2 separate regions of the Hordeum vulgare genome follow, and region 1 is linked to region 2. Evidence: chromatin contacts called from public Hi-C data. All regions are on one chromosome and are shown on one strand. The core of a region is the stretch at or near the end of the contact, and the rest is flanking DNA. Distances in the headings are between cores, read along the strand shown.

Region 1 (5,006 bases), core at 1,592-4,091, 150 kb after region 2:
GGGATTTTGGAGCCGACACAGGAGCACGTGTGCCAGTAGCGCTTTTTCTGGAAAAACGATACTTAGCAGTAGCGCTTTTCCCAAGCGCGCGCTGCTACTACTGCTACCGGAGCGGCAGGGGAGGGGGGGGGTCGAAGGCGCGCGCAGGGACGGGCAGGGAGGGCTCCGACGGCGACACAGGAGCGCGTGGGGGAGAGGGCGGAGAGGGAAGGAGTGGAAGGAGAGTTAGGGTTTTTTGGAGCCGACACACTTTTTCTGGAAAAGCGCTACTGCTATTCTACTTAGCAGTAGCGCTTTTTCCAAGCGCGCGCTGCTACTACTGCTACCATCGATGGGCTCGTTGGGCCACGTTTAGCAGTAGCGTTGTTTACATATCAAGCGCTACTGCTAAGGCCATGACTAGTAGCAGCAGCGCGTGCCATATTCCAGCGCTACTACTAGGCTCCTACCTATAAGATTTTCCCTACTAGTGTAGTGAGACTGTCGTCGAAAGTCATACTCCGGTTGTGGATGGAGTCGTTGATGGCGGCGCCTTCAGGCGTCGTTCCCTTGTTGGTGGCGTCAATGTGGCCGCTCCCACTTTGTCTTTCCTGACGTGCTCCGAGAAAACCCATGATCTAGTTTAGATCGGACGATGACGACGCTATTTAGAGTCACGTTATCTTTTGGGGCATCGTCAAGGAGATGGATCCGGTTAGAGGGACCCGTGGCTCACGAGGATGTGTGTGCTGTTTGGTGAAAGGCGTTGTGTGTATGGTTTTTGGATCCGATTTCCCTTGAAAACTGAACCAACCTTTTTCTATCTATTCAACGAATTTCGCAGTTAAACTGCTAACATTCAAAAAGCTTTAATAAAAGTAGATCAAAATTGAAAAACAGATGAATTACATGAAAATTATAATAACATATTTGAAGAAAACACACCACACAACAAAACAAAGTAGTAGGAACTTAAGAACATATTTGCTTTCTCTCGTTGTCGAGTGTTAAAAAGAACAAACTTGCATTCTCTTGTTATGTTTCAATTATATGTATCCGTGCTTCTCGAAACGTGCAAGAGTGTGTATTGGTTGTACACGTCCTAATCGTTGTATTGTGATGAGGGCGTGTGCTTCTGGGTAGAATGCTTTCTTGCTCTATGATAGAGTGCCCTCTCGATAAAAAACACAACTAATTGTCAAAAAAAAAAAGGAAAGCTAATCGTCAATTGCGTCGTGACTCATGAGAAAGCACAGTTAATCGTGCCATTGAAATGCATAGGAGTATTTGTTTCAGATTACATGTCACTGTTGGTTCCCATATGTTTTTAGAAGAATAGCCACGGAATCATTTATGTCATTCTCATGCTGGTTTAATGTAGGCCCGGTCTCATCCATGGTATGATGATACGTGCAACATGGAGCCATACAGACGGTCGAGGAGGAACTACACGCTAACCAGCGCTCCCCAGTCCTTTTCCAGGGGCATCTTCGCCCTTTTTTTCTTCTTCTTTCTTCCATATAAACAATTACGCGCTCCAAGCGAGTGAGTGCATGTTAGCCTGAGGTGCTTGTGTTCCGCACTGACATCCACATGCGTCGCGTCGGGACAGCGTGGGAACGGATTTGTGCGGCACCTGAATACTTAAATCATACAGTACGTCCCTCTGGATATTGAATTGGTACAAAACGGAATCAGGTTTGAAACAATTCAAACAGGAATCTCGCACTCAGATCGCGATAACATGCTGGTTAACTAGTGCCAGATTCGAATAACCAGGCCTTTTTCTTATCCTCAAGTTGGCCAGTTTTGTCTCTCTCTAAGGAAGACGGGCAGATTTAAATCTCAAGGACCAGAGACACCAATAACCATACGGCTGCATTTTCACGGACAGAAATAAATAAAGAAAAAGCTTGAAGGAACGGGCGTGGAAACCAATGCGTCCAATTGATGATCTTCGATTAGACGGCCGACCCTTCCAATCCAAGACGACGCCCTCGTCCCACTGTGGGCCGATAGGCGAGTCTCTGGATCCAGTTCGTCCATCAGTCAAGGTGGCACATCAGTCCGGCGCCCCTAGCGCTCAAACGGCGTGGGCCACGTCGAAACCAACAGCGGCAAAGGGGGAGCCGCTGGCACGAGTTCGGTTTGGTGTCCAGGAGCGCACCGGATCGTGTGGCTCTCTTTGAAACAAGCCTGCATCTGTCACCGGGAAAAGGTGTCGACGCGATTTTCTGCGCACGAGGACCGTGTGGCCCTTGTGTCATCAACTTATTACTAAGGTGTCGAAAAAGAGAGAGGGTGTGGCAAATTGGCTGTACCAGCCTGGAGTTGAATTGTCATCTTCTAAAACGTATTGCGGTGCAGCCCATGGCCATTGGAGCGAGCAGCCGTTTTTAGATCAGGGGATTCGCATGCAGCCAAGCTGGGCACGTTGTGGTTAATGGACGAGTTAAAAAAGGTCCGAGACACCGTTAAAAAAAAGGTGTTGGAGGCGGGGCGGCCTCCTCTTGATACGAAACGCACCGAAACGCTCCCGTGGGCAAATTGCTCGGGAATCCTCGGGCTTTTTTTGCGGAACAACTTTAGTTGTGTAACTTTTGTGTTTCAGTTTAATTTGGACATTTCATATGTGTTGATGAAATTTACAGTCCTTTCATGATTGGAATTGTCATCGAAAGACGTCATAAGTTGACTTATCACTTCAGTTTCTTTTTAACATGACAATATTAACCTGCCGAGGATAGTTTAATAGTGAACTAAACATATTTTCGGGATAAATAACAATATGTACAACTTGAGAAACAAACGATACGTTTTCGGCACAGATAAATAAGATAACGCCGTTCAAATTCGACCCATCTGTGTAATGTAAACCTAGCAAAAACTGATCCCCTCCCTCCCTCCCTCCACAACAAAACAAATCTGCTCCCCCCTTCCCCTTCCTCCCCTCCTCTCTCCTCCCCTCCTTCCATCGCCGGCGCCGCACCCTCCAATTCCGCCATGCCGAAGGGCGCCAAAAAGCGCGCGAAGCTCAAGAAGAAGCAGCAGGGGGGCCAGCCCGCCGGGTCCAACGGCGGCGCCACCACCACCAACAACAACGACGGAAGCAATAACTCGAGCCACGGCGACGCCGCCAGCGATGGAAACCACCTACCAATCAAACTTACCATTCCTCCCGGTACGCACGCATGGCTTGGCACCCACCCCTCCCCTCCTCCCCCTCTCTTTAAGCCGCGGGCAGATCTGCGCCACGCCGCTTTCGGCTCCAGCGGGGAGGGCAGGAATCGCCTTTTGCGCTTGCAGCGAGGGTGGCATTCGCGCGCCCTCCGCTGGCGCCGCCCGCACCTCCCCCACCGCCCGCTTTATGAGCTGTTCGCCTTTTTCGCCTCGCCTCGCCTCGCCTCGCCTCCTTTCGTGCCCTACAAGATGATGGATGCGTGTGTGTGTTTTTGATGCCGTGTGCTTGTGTTCGGTGGTGGGCGCAGTGGACGCAAGCGAGGATTCCATGGAGAGCTCCGAGGAGATGGTGACGCCGAGGGCGGAGGTGGCCGACGAGGAGAGCAAGGGCGCCGCGTCGGAGGTGCCGGTTGAGCGCGCCGTCGAGGTCGCCGATGAGGGCGCCACGGGCGAGGCCGGGGAGGAGGTCATGGTTGACGCTTTGCCGCCTGAAGCTGCTGATCCGGAGCAAGAGGGTAAGGTGGACGTGACGGCGGAGGCGCATGCCGTGGTGCAGGAACCGGAGGTGCAGGACGTCGTGGTGTCCGAAGCACCCGAGGTGCTGGAACCAGAGGTGAGGAGCGAGGAGGTCGTGGTCCGGGACACGGCCAAGGTGCATCCTGCGCATCAACCGGAGACGGAGACGAAGGCCGAGGGGGTGGTGGTCAGGGATACGGACACGGCTGCTGTGGTGCAGGAACCGGAGGCAAAGGATGAGGTGTCACGGTCTCGTGAGCCAGCTCCTGCGCAGACTACAGAGGTACAATAACGTTTCTGCTTGTTTGCCATCCATCCCCTGTATTTTGAAGCTGTGATATCTCATTGGGTGGGTTATTACTTTTGCTGCAGGTTGTACGGGGACCGGCAGTGGCGGTTGCTGCTGCGGGGCATCGGGCAAAATGGTGGAATTGCTGTGGGATTTTGGATGTCTTTGCTGGTTCAGAGAGATAGATGCAGGTGAGTTGGTTTTGTGCGTGGTTATGACTGTGTTTGATAATTCCTCGTTCATTGAGAGTGCCATTCAGTCAATTGTTTGTATGAATTCTGTGCAAATTGTGTGATTGTGAGTGAACAAAACCTTGTGTGCTGCACCTTTGAACATGAGATGCAGATTTGTATTCCCTATGCATAACTTAACATCTGGAATCTGTACTAAAACAATTGGATGCAACTGGGGAACTTGAATCATTTGTTCGGTAAATGGCAGGAGCACAGCCCATTCAGTAAATACTAACTTCAATTCCGCATCTCATGTTCAAAGGGACATATTAAAGTCTTTGTCTTTCTATCGTGTTCTGCTCACAATCCACGACCCTTCTTTATAAATTGGTATGCTCCTGGTATTGGCACTTATCATATTCAATACAAACATGTCTTGAATTGTTTTTGTAGGATCAAATGTAGCAGCACTTGTGATTTTACCTTTCCGTCTTAAAGTATTCGCAACTGCTGACACCATATTTCTACAGCTGGAAACATATTTTACTGAGTTAAGAGAAAATGATGCCAGAAGAAAACTTTGAACAAGTTCTCTAAGATAATTTTTACATGTGGCTTTTAATCTTTCAATTTTTTTATGACTGCTAGGTTTATTAGTAGAGTAGCTCTCGTACCATGTAAATATTTCTTCAATCTTAATGCTCCCCTTATTTTCACCAAGAGTTATCTGTACAATAGAAGCACCATTCTGGGCATATAAATCTTTCCAATATGTATGGAGGCATCTTATCATGCTAGAATTCATAATCTCATACATGTAATGAGCTTTGTACAAAGATGAAAGAACTGATTTCTTATATCAAAAGCTT
Region 2 (5,569 bases), core at 2,148-4,647:
ATTTTAACATCAATGCACTGTAATTTTACGTTTCGTAAATTTTACCTTATTTTATATGTAAAAAGAGACCGCAAAAAAATATAATCAACATAAAAATATTTTATGTCACGTAAAATTATGAACATACAAAAATAATGCAAAAAATACAATAAATTTAAAAAAAAAATTCATCTTATGACCTATATTATTGTTTTTCTTTTGTTAAATTTTACGTAGTGATTCAATATAAATATAACTATTTGTATTTATATATATATAGAAACTCTATTAATCACCCAGGGTTCAGAATAGTTTATTCTTCACCCTTTCTTTAAATTAGATCATGCGGAAGCAGGAAGAACTCCTATCAACTGATCGCATACGAGCAATTCAGGAGAAATTGGCGGGATTCTTTGTTGAGCATGTCATACCTACACACGGGGAGTATCATTATGATTTCCTTATCGATGTTGGTAAATAAATATTAGCTAGCCAGGGATCGCAAGATTATGTCAACATAGGTTACATCATGTGTCTAACTCCATTATATATTAGAGATGAAGAATACAAATGTCCCATTTGTGTCGCGACCCAGTTCCTCAAGTCAGCTAACCCTTGTTTATGGACACCGGTGTTTGCTCAGGGACAACTGGGTGAAGTGTCATGTTGAAATAGAGGGGTTTACTGTAAGGGTCATGAGCCATCCTTATTAGGCCAGGGGCTTGTGAGTATATTATAAAATAGATAGTAGTATATATTTTATGGAAAACTCTTAAATTCAACCGACTGATCCGCCGTTGGAGTGACACGCGTCCTCGAAGGCCCACATCCGCTTTCCCCTCCTCCATCTCTCGTACCTTATCCATCTACTTCATAGTTCTCCTCGTGATCCCCTTTTTCTCCGGTCTGCCTTTTCCTCTCCGTTGCTCCATCTTCAATTCAGCTTCTCCCACCCACGCGCCGAGGCAGCTATCCACAGGGCCGGCCCATAGGCCGGGGCAACGGGGCTACCGCCCTGGGCCCCTGGGAGGTAGGGGCCCCTTCCTAGGCAATAGTAAATTTTACGTATTAGGATATTTTTTTCCTTTAGGTAGAAAAAATTAGAGGGAAAAATGCCCAAGCCCACCACGTAGCTAGCACTCCCGGACGGAAAAAAACGATTGCTGGTTCGCTAGGCTGCTGCAGCACTCCATCGATCTCCTCCAATCACCTCGCCTCTTTGGCTCCTAAAAAACCTCGCCTCCTCGGCTCCTTCCCCAAATTCTCCAATCCCAGACAACAACGCCACCCCTCGTGCACTTCCAAATTTGAGGTGGTGCTCCCTGCATCCATTAATGGAGAACGATAGTGCTATCCCCTTCCCCAATCACCTCTCATTGCATCCTCAACGTTTCCCATCAATAGACGTTTGAGGCATCACCACATCAAAGATGGTACGTCTCCCTTCTTCGCCTAATCAAGTACTCTTTTTCATTCCTCTTAAACATCCCGCCTCTCCATCTGACATCTTCAATTCTTCTCTTCCTAGTTTCTACTCTTTTGTTGGCATGTTCTTCAAACCTTCATTCGATCCAGGGATGAGAACGGGAAACGGGGAATGAGTATTGCAGCCTTGTAGATCTCGGAAACTACATTGTGAATATGACATCAAGCCATATGCCCATACTCACGTGCTTTTGTTCCCTGTATATATTGACAGTTTTTCTGTAATTATTTGGTGACATGTGTTCTGAAAATTGTTTATATGTGAGAAAAGAAAGTGAAAAATAAATAAAATGTTCAAGTTGCTATCAGTTTTGACAAGTTTTCATATTTAAAAGAGCGAGATGATAGTCTCTTTTGTGCAACTTAGAAGCGCGCTCTTTTATAGAACTATATTGTTTCCATATTATTCTGATGTAGTTCTCTGGACGATCAATCTATGCTATATACTGAATTTCTTTCGAGAAACAATATATTCTTAATTTTTATTTTGTCCACAAGGGCCTCATTTTATCGTCTCGTCCCATGGCCCGGAATATGTATGGACCGGCTATCGCTATCCAACCACCCCGCGTGCACAAGGTCGCCATTGCTCTAAGGCGGGGGTGCACCGGCGTCGTCGTGGGGTGCCGGGTGGGGCTGCTGCGGCCGCCATCGTGGATGCTACCCAACGGTCGCTCGCTGAGTCGAGAACCTGTTGCGATCTACTGCAAGGGCCCTGCCGCCCGGCCTCACCGATGCTATAGGAGGAGACGTCATCGCTGCTCGCCCGTGCTACCGGCGTGCTCCTGTGAGTGTGATGTCGAATGTACCCATCGTGTTGTGAGCCGCGAGCGTTCTCGTCGGCGACACCTTATTCATAGCAACACGGGGAGAGGAAGGTACGTGTTTGTGGAAGGTGTGGCGTTGCATGCGCTTGAAGTACGGCGACGATGAGCTCTCGGCGCTGGCATCACTGCCGCATCTCCCGCTTCATCTTTTCGCCGGGGTTGCAACGAAGCTTCGACGGAGTTGCAACGAGCTTCGCCGGAGCCGTCGGTGCTGCGTTGGTGCTCCGACGGGGATGCAATGGACCTTCGTGGAGTTGCAATGGAGCTTCACCGGATCTATCGGTGCTGCAATGGAGCTCCGCCGGAGTTGCAATGAAGCTTCGCCGGAGCCATATATGCTGCGTTGGAGCTTCGGCGGGGCTGTAATGGAGCTTCACCGGCCGCTGTGGGTGCTGCCAAGAGAGCTACAATGTAACATTGTCGAATGCCATCAGTGCTGCATAGAACGTGTCGCAGGCTCCGTTCTGCCATAGTGTTGATGTGATCGGACAGTAATCAGCGCATAAATCATATGGCTGGCGAGCTGGATGATTTCTTTAGAAAATCATCCAGTTGATTTGTAGCAGCTGTCATATTTGGCTTTTCCCGCTGCTGCCAGGCAACATGTACATACACACATACTCCCTTCGTTCCTAAATACTCCCTCCGTTTCAAAATAACCGTCTTAACTTTGTACTAGCTCTAGTACAAAATTATATTAAGCTTAAGACATTTATTTTGGGACGGAGGGAGTATAAGTCTTTTTAGAAATTCAATTAGGAGACTACATACATAGCAAAATGAATGAATTTACACTTTAAAATGTGTCGATATAGATCCATATGTAGACTTTTAGTGAAACATCTAAAAAGACTTATATTTAGGAACGGAGGGAGTACATGTTTTTTTGCGGGGAAGATACATGTGTATAACAAAGGAGACGAATGCGGTGTGAAAAAAAAAAACAGATACTCCGTACTATATCTGTTTGCCTTGTCTCTAGAAAGGCAATGCAAAAAACGCTTCAAACGTGTCTACAAAAATAATAATATTAAAGAACACCACTACACAGCGGCACCGCATATGTATCTTTCAGTGCGACGGCTGCTGGATACACCATGCATAAAAAATGTTTTGTTTTACAACTGTTTGTTTGTTGGTAGGACACGCATGAGCCTACTTTTACCTGTCGCTTTCACGTTGCCCTTCGTACTTCTTTTTTCAACAAAAAGGCTTCACCTACGATCCCGTGTCGCTTTCACTATGTCTAACCATTAGCTCCTTCTCCAACAGACTTGCAGTGATGTTGGTCATTAGATCTGCTTTCACGAACAAAACATTAGGGAGGAAACCAATGATAAAATGAAGGTTTTGAAGGAAAGAAGACAATGTAAGCTGCAAAATTTTGATTTTCGTACTTACCTACTCCCTAGTTTCCGGATAAGTTGTATCAAATTTCTAGATTATTTATATCAGGTTGTCAGATTAACTGTTGCGCTTCATTCGCAAAAAGAAAAAAACTTAGTTGTTGAGCTTGCCATGTTTGGATTTTACGGCTACTCTTAACTACCAGATTAATTTAATCAGGTTGTCAGATTGGTTGAATCCCGTTGCCAGAATAGTGGCCGAGACTCCCATACTCGAATTTGTTGTACATGTTTACCCCATAATTTTCAGAATTAATTATATGAACTTGTCAGAATAGATAAACCAGGTTGCCAAGTTAGAGAATGCTTACTTCTCAGAAATAAAAGTACCTAGTTGCCAGATTAGAACTTCGTAGTAGTCGCTACAGAATTCGTTGCCAGAATTCATTGTGAATCCTAAAAATTGTCATGTTAATTAAAATAGAGGCAAGAAAGGGAAGTGGGAAGATCATATCAATTGTATAGCCCAAGCTCAAAATCATAACATACCAAATCATTTTGCTATCTAATGCTTGATGGGGGCATCATCTTTGGGGCCTTCTTTGCATCATCCGTAATGACAGCGTGATGTGGAGTTAAGAGAAAGATTGATTCGTGGAGGAAGAAGGTGGTGTGAGGTGGTTGTAGCAGGGAATCTACAAAGATAGAAAGCATCCATGGAGGTGAAGGGGAACACACGAGAAGAACGAGGAGGGGAACAGGCAAAAGAGATGGGGACATACGTGAGAGAGAGGGAGGGAGAATGATATGTGGATAAGGTTGACTCGAATTAGTATGCGGCCTTCTCTCTGAGCTGCTGGATGAAGCGCGGCACGTCACCAGCGTCCCGCCGCACGGAAGGATAGGCGTGTGCATGCTACTAGTTAGATTTTCCCTAGATTAAAACACATTAATTTATATACGTGTAATAGTTTGCTCTTACAAGTTTCGGTAAACAACTACTCCAATACAATATACTACGATCTATCTTTTCCCTAATAAAAAGACTATGATTTATCCTAAAAAAACTATGATCTAGAAAGAACTGGGATAAAATAGCCACATGGCATCAAAGCCGAAATATTCATTTGGGGGGCTTGTAGTTTTTAATCTTAGATTGAATACTTCACCGTTGTCTATAAAATAAATAGCATCTTCTTCAATCTCGTCACCTGCAACGACCGATTTGCTGGAGTGTTTGCTAAGAAAGAGTGCATGGCCATGTAGCCCAATCGACACGGGCACCCACGTGCTTGCACTGACGTCCGCTTCAAAAACCTCAACCTTACGAGTGAAACCTTCAAGGAAGATAGTACATTCCATCTCGCGCCTCACCATAAGGAGCTTCCCGTGCGATTCTACGAGGTACCAGATGGTCAAGATATCAACATAAGGTCTCTCGTGGTCGCGTGCCAAGTGCATAGCGTCGTTATTTATGTGGTCGCCACGTCTCTTTCCCCATGCATCATTGGCTTTCTCAAGAGTGACAATCGGACCTGTGATGACACGCTTAATGCTGGTAACTGTAGGTATGCCCTTGCTATCAAAGGCGATGCCAAAGGAGATGAGGTTCTCAGCCTGTGTGATCGCATAGAGTGTATCTCCCACAAACGCGACGTCAATGATACAGGTGAAGGGTTGATGTCGTGGCTTGGGTAACCACACACCCCTGCCTGGCTTTAGCAAGATGATGGGATGATTGCGATTGTTGGTCCTTATAACGACGAGACCAACGAGGCCCGAGTGCATCAGCACCTTGTGGATCTGAAAGGTTTTGGGAACATTGCCGATTACAGCGTCAAGCTCCGGGAGCTCCACCATCGTCCTTGAGAAAGGATTAGTCAACACGTATATATGCCTCTTCTTAGTATTGGTGTAACTCATGGCGAGAAA

What was found. Hi-C and Micro-C count contacts between places; a contact is called where the count stands out from the background.
Region 1: a contact with region 2 is called in a Hi-C map of leaf, with 5 times the contacts expected there. The contact joins the promoter of LOC123444214 here to the enhancer-like site in region 2. A contact is called at or near these places in 2 of 6 Hi-C or Micro-C datasets (leaf and seedling) and 1 of 1 datasets of contacts at active chromatin or transcription factors (embryo).

The regions. Positions count from the first base shown.
Region 1 is chr3H:451,891,024-451,896,029 of MorexV3_pseudomolecules_assembly, forward strand. LOC123444214 (cytochrome c1-like) reads left to right here and starts at 2,842. Exons shown (of 4, transcript XM_045120867.1): 1 at 2,842-3,160; 2 at 3,468-3,958; 3 at 4,048-4,155. The coding sequence starts at 2,983. The coding sequence ends at 4,149.
Region 2 is chr3H:451,736,549-451,742,117 of MorexV3_pseudomolecules_assembly, forward strand. No RefSeq gene overlaps it. Among protein-coding and RNA genes, the nearest start is that of LOC123441848, 12 kb to the right of the region's middle. Within about 2 kb of position 3,398, at least 1 of the 3 cell types and tissues checked has open chromatin away from gene starts, as enhancers often do. A contact at or near this core is called in leaf, where this site is marked.